Regions from separate parts of the Mus musculus genome. Here region 1 is linked to region 2. Evidence: chromatin contacts called from public HiChIP or PLAC-seq data. All regions are on one chromosome and are shown on one strand. Each heading gives the region's core, a stretch centred on a gene start, on an enhancer-like site or on the middle of the called end of the contact. The rest is flanking DNA. Distances are from core to core; before and after follow the strand shown.

Region 1 (2,700 bases), core at 166-2,665, 590 kb after region 2:
GGTCAGTAGACCGTTCTTACTTGGCCAGTCTTCCTCTCAGTTAGTCAGCCATTCACCTGCACAGCACCGGGCACTGGGATGGACTCTGAAGGTCCTGGCATGAGTGGACCCTGCCTTGCCTGGGAAGAATGCTCAGGCTCTCTGTCATCATGAGAGGATGCTCATGAGGCCTTGGAAAGTCAGAGGGGGACTTTTTCAAGAGATTGTGCCAGGGATGCTGATGTTGGTTCTGGATGAAGGTATAAACTCCAGAAAAGAAATAGAGGGTGAAGGAGCTCTAGATGGGTGATTCGCCAGGATGAGGGGGCTGGAGCCACATGAGAGCAGCCACAGGACCTCTTCCTGGGAGATGCGGGTGACTTGGCATCAGAGTAGCGCAGGCCACACAAGCTCTTCAGATAATAGGTGTTTGGGTTTTCTTGGTAGCCTTTTCTGAGAGCCAAAGAAAGGGTCAGAAAGGGTCAGAATAAGCAGGAGAGTTCGGTCTTGATATGGCATTAAAAAGATGACTGACAGATGGAACAAGAGACATACTTGAGCCAAAGTCCAAGACAAATTAAAGAGTTCTCCACAGCACAATAGCTGAGCTCTGGAACCAGCTTAGGTGTCCATCAGCCGAGGGCTGGGTAAGAGAAACATGACTCACTCACTGAAGGAGAATAAAGTTACGCTATTTACAGGAAAAAATGCATGAAACTTGAGATCATTACATTAAGTGAATTAGATCATTCTCAGGAAGACTAATTTATTTTATCTCACTAGTGGTCCTTAGACCTTAAAAAAACATAAAACCTCGTGAGTGTGTGTGTGTGTGTGTGTGTGTGTGTGTGTGGTGTGTTTTATATATGTGTGTGTAGTTTGTATGTGTTATATATATGTTATATATATTGTTATATGTGTGTGATATGTGTGTTATATATGTGATATATATGTGTGTGCATATGTGTGTTTTACGTGTGTGTGTGTGTGTGTGTGTGTGTGTGTGTGTGTGTGTGTAAGGGTAAGTGTAGGGAACATGAATTAAACTAACCAGTGAAGAAGCTGGAAATAAAAGAGAGTGCTATGTTTTATGGGGCTCAGGTAGTTCAAGAGGACATGAGACTTCAGAATACAAGAGTTACTGGAAGAGTTAACATCATAGACAGACAGACAGAGGGATAAGAACACGAACAGACAGAGGGAAAAAAAGCACGTTGGGGGGTCTGAGAAAAGTTCAGGCCCCAGCACCAGAGATGTCAGGATGGTCTCTGAGACACTCAAAGCCCACATGGGTCAAGAGAGTGCTTCCTATACCTTGTGAGGGTGGCAGAGGCTCCTAGGAAGAGCCAAGAGCCCACCCTGATTCCTAGGGTGGAGGCAGGAAGGATATGAGAACAGCATGAGGCACCTCTTTGATGCAGACTCTGTTCTCAAGTGAGGCCTTGGCACCAGGAAGCACAGAGTCCCTGTAGAGTGACTGTCAACATCTGTGAGAAGAGGCCCGAGTAAGGGCTGAGCAGAGACCAGTCCTGACACTAAGTTCTTTCTGGAATGATGGGGGGGTGTGCGGTGGGTTGGAGGGGGCCTGAGGAACATGCTCAAATTGTGATATATACTGGCAAATAATCAATGAATAAATAGATGATCTAAAAGAAGGTACCGTCCGAGTAACACTGCTCAGTGACAGGGAGGCAAGTGGCCACGAGGAGGACCCAGGTCTCATCTCGGGGCTCAGTACTGACCCATACCTGGAGCTGTGGGCCAGCTAATGTAAAGGAGGGGCAGGGTAAACTCAGAGCTCCACCCAGCAGCACCTATGGCCAAGTGAGCCAGACTGAAGGAAAAGCCTCAAGCCTGACTTAGAGGGAGCTACTCATGGAGGCGGCAGGGGCATTCATACCCAGTAAACCAGATGCACCCAGGGCTGCCCCTGAGATTGCCCAGCACAGTAGAAACAACCCTAGGGTCACATGTGCAGTGTCAACTGGTTCTCTTGGTTAAGAGGACCTAGGGCCTGGGTGAAGTCCTCTCTGAGACAGCACAAGCCAGTCACCCTCCTTCCTCCATTGCTGGGGTTTAAGTGTATCCTCTCATGGACCAAATGTCAGGGATGTAATCTCAAGAGGGTTCTGCTCTTGAGAGGGGGTTGGTGCAGTTTTCCTGTAAGGAGCAGGGTATTTTAGAAGACCAAGCCTGGCCTTCCTTGGTGTGTCTCTGGTTTCCTCACCTCGCCACGTTCTTTTACAGATGCCTCTGCAAAGAACCTGTTCTCCATGTTGGAATACAGTTGAGAGAACACTCACCTGAGCTGGGACCAGGCTATTTAGACTTGCAACTTCCCAGTGAATTTCTTTTCTTTGTAAGGTTATCAGCTTAAGGTATTTTATGACAGTAATGGGTAGTTAACTGACATACCCAATATCCAGTGAGAAGATTCCTAAGAGAGTGACAGCTGTTCGCCCTGTCCTCCTACATTTCTGGCCCTCCCATCCCCACTCTGATTTGACGAGAGCCTGTTGATCTCAAAGCATTCCCAACAGCCATGCTCAAAGCTGCTGGTTTCAGAGAAGTTGGTTGAAAGTAGCTGTCATGGAGCCTCTGGTTACCCTCTAGAGCCAGGCTTCATTAACAACAGTCAGAAGCCCCTTAGCCCCTCCACACTACACTGCATCCTCTGATAGCGCCACATGCCTTGTCGCCTGGACTGCTGGCTCAGAAGCA
Region 2 (2,700 bases), core at 156-2,655:
GTGTAAATTTTCCCCGGGAAGACTGGTTTCAAACTCCCAACTTGCTGTCTGTGAATACGGAGCTGGGACGGGACATGCTACCCCGCAAACATGGCAGGTATCAGTAGCTCCAGAAATACAGGAAACTATAAACATAGCGAGACAATCAGGAACAGATAATTTGAATGCTTTTCAAATGTGTGTGTTTAACACAATTCAATCAATTGTAAACATGTAATTTTGTGTTTAGTGATGAATGGAGAATCCTTGGACATGCAGGTCCTGGCACTTGAGGACAGTTCCAGCCTGTCCCAGCTCTCTGCTGCATGCCCTATCATGATATTCTACTCCTGATGGGGACTGACCTACAGTACAATCCAGAAGACAGTGGCCAGTGACTGCCCCCATGAGTACTGCTACAGAGGAGTCCCATGAGTAGACTGGAAGAGTTTAGGGCTGAGGTAGAAACTAGCAGACAGTCAAGGATTCCTGCTTATAAAGTTACTGTTGTCTCCAGATCTGCTCAAGCCTGGCCCCTGCTCTTTATCTCCATCCACTGATGCAGAGTTCCTGAGCTACCTACCTACCTGGTGGCCAGCTCAGAACAGGACAGTTAATAAGGTCATCGAGACCCAATATTAGCCAGTATTGTGTCCGTACTGGCCTTGGCTCCTTGGTTGATATTCTACAGATTCTTCCTGGCTTAAGGCTAATGCCCCACACCATGTTGGCAATGAGAGTTTGTGCTTGCTTTGATATCTTCTTAAATACAAAGTGTGCATATACTGGGTCATCTCCAAAAGTTTACTATGTAACCAACAGTCTAACTTTCAATTCAGTGTTACAATTGTGTGATTCTCACTGTAATCTGCAATGCCATTCTGGACTGACTAGCTACTTCAATAGTCTCTAATCACTTAGCGAGAAAGTGAGACCTATGTTGCTGATGTTGCTGGGTGATTAGCCTTAGGCCGGGTATGCACAAAGGGTGCCCCACACCTATCACAAACACACTAACGGGTGCAGTGTCTGTTTGTTGTGGTGGTGTTTGTCCCATGATAACAGCCACAGCCCATGAGAGAGAGATGCCATCCGATCCCAAAGTGGAAAAATGATGTTTTTTTCAGACTAGCTAAGTGGGAAAGAAATAAGACCTAAGATGCATTTCCAGTGGACCCAACAAGCCTGCTTTGTCCTCGGTTTACCTCAGCAAGGTCTCTCATGTCTTTGGGATTCTCTTGAGCCTGGTCTTCCAGAGTCTCTTCTGGAGACAGGGTTAGCTCAACATTTTGACAGAAAATAGAAACCAGGGCTGCGGTTGAAGGAGAATGTACCCAATCAGCTTTTAGGGAGAGCCATAATGGGGAGGAAAGATCATCATGTGTTGTGTGTGGCAGGGCTTCCCAGTTGGACTCTTGGTCCCCACCTAGTGGTACTGTTTTGAGAGTTGGCTGAGACTTTGGGAGGTGGAGCGTGGCTGGGAAAGCCAGTCCCCAAGGGTGCATTTCAAAGGTTGGTTGATCCTCTGCTGGTTTCCTAACGCCCCACAGCCAGCTTCTCTCTGCTTCCTGTTCAGCGAGCTGAGAAGCCGCTATCACTCCCTGCACCACCATCCTCTGTTTCAGCACAGGCCCAGAATCAACAGAGCCCAGGAATACCGACAGAAACATCTGACAACAGATGCTTACATAAATCGTGCCCCGTAAGCCGTTTGTTTATGTCAGGGAGCATCAAGTCTGATTGGTGCATTAGGCAGTGAGCTTGCAGAGAGCTGTTGGTGCTGGCTGGAGAGGACTGAAGTGAGGAGACTCACCCCAGCATCGCCCACAGGGAGTGCTTCCTGTGAGTCCCTCGACTCTGCTCTTTGGAGTCCCTCTGGGTGTAATGTCTATCCCTTTTGCGCAGCTCCATGTGGGTGGTGAGTGTGGGAACACTTACCTTCCTTGGCCACATGCTGATAAATGCCTGGGTCACAGAGTGAGCAGCAGACTCATTTCACAGATGTTCCCCACAAGGCCCGCCACATGCCAGGAGGTGCTGTTTGGTCAAAATGTCAGACACTGGTAGAATGAACAGCTGTCTGCCAAAGGTGGGTGGGTGGGTGGGGGTTGCACTAGGTAACAGTTCCTGGCTGGCAGAGTGAGTTGTTCACAGTTTAATGCATTTGTAAAAGCGTGAGTGTCTGTGGAATATTTCATCACCCACCTTTGAAAGAGAGAGGGAATCAGGCAGGGAACCTTGGGCAGTGCACGATGCTGAAGAGATGCAGGCAGAGAGATCACAAAACAGAGAGGAAAATGTAGGTGGGTGGAGGGGGAGACTGTATAGTTATGGAACTGCCCTTGGATTCTGGGTGCAAGCTCCCACATTTTGAATGACCCCATGGCAGCTCATAGCACACTTTGAGATGAATTCACTCTCCTGCCCGTAGAGTAGGATGACATCTTTGGGCGAATATATGTAAAGAAACCGAGACCATATCAAATTATTCTTTTATTGTTCCAGTCAAAAAAAGAGGAACGCCTCAATATGTAAACAGTTTCCCTAACACAGCGATTTCTTAAATATATATATTTATTTATTCTAAAAAAATTTGGCATTGTAGAGATTTCTCAATACATAATTTGTGCTTTCGCATCAGGCATGCTTTCGCCTTGTCCGTGCGCAGACATACTTGGATTGAGTACAGGGAGTTACAAAAGGATCGGAAGGTGGGTCGGG

Evidence for each region. HiChIP or PLAC-seq counts read pairs in DNA pulled down with a chosen protein or histone mark.
Region 1: a contact with region 2 is called in an H3K27ac HiChIP or PLAC-seq map of T-cell acute lymphoblastic leukemia, with 9 times the contacts expected there. The contact joins two enhancer-like sites. A contact is called at or near these places in 4 of 484 Hi-C or Micro-C datasets (cerebral cortex, cortical neurons and embryonic stem cells), 3 of 115 datasets of contacts at active chromatin or transcription factors (T-cell acute lymphoblastic leukemia, astrocytes and embryonic basal ganglia) and 1 of 9 other capture datasets (embryonic stem cells).

Annotation. Positions count from the first base shown.
Region 1 is chr16:95,337,371-95,340,070 of GRCm38.p6, forward strand. No RefSeq gene overlaps it. Among named protein-coding and RNA genes, the nearest start is that of Gm31641, 79 kb to the left of the region's middle. Within about 2 kb of position 1,416, at least 5 of the 459 cell types and tissues checked have an H3K27ac peak or open chromatin away from gene starts, as enhancers often do. A contact at or near this core is called in T-cell acute lymphoblastic leukemia, where this site is marked.
Region 2 is chr16:94,742,521-94,745,220 of GRCm38.p6, forward strand. It overlaps a transcript of Kcnj6 not described here. Among named protein-coding and RNA genes, the nearest start is that of Gm41507, 19 kb to the left of the region's middle. Within about 2 kb of position 1,406, at least 68 of the 459 cell types and tissues checked have an H3K27ac peak or open chromatin away from gene starts, as enhancers often do. A contact at or near this core is called in T-cell acute lymphoblastic leukemia, where this site is marked.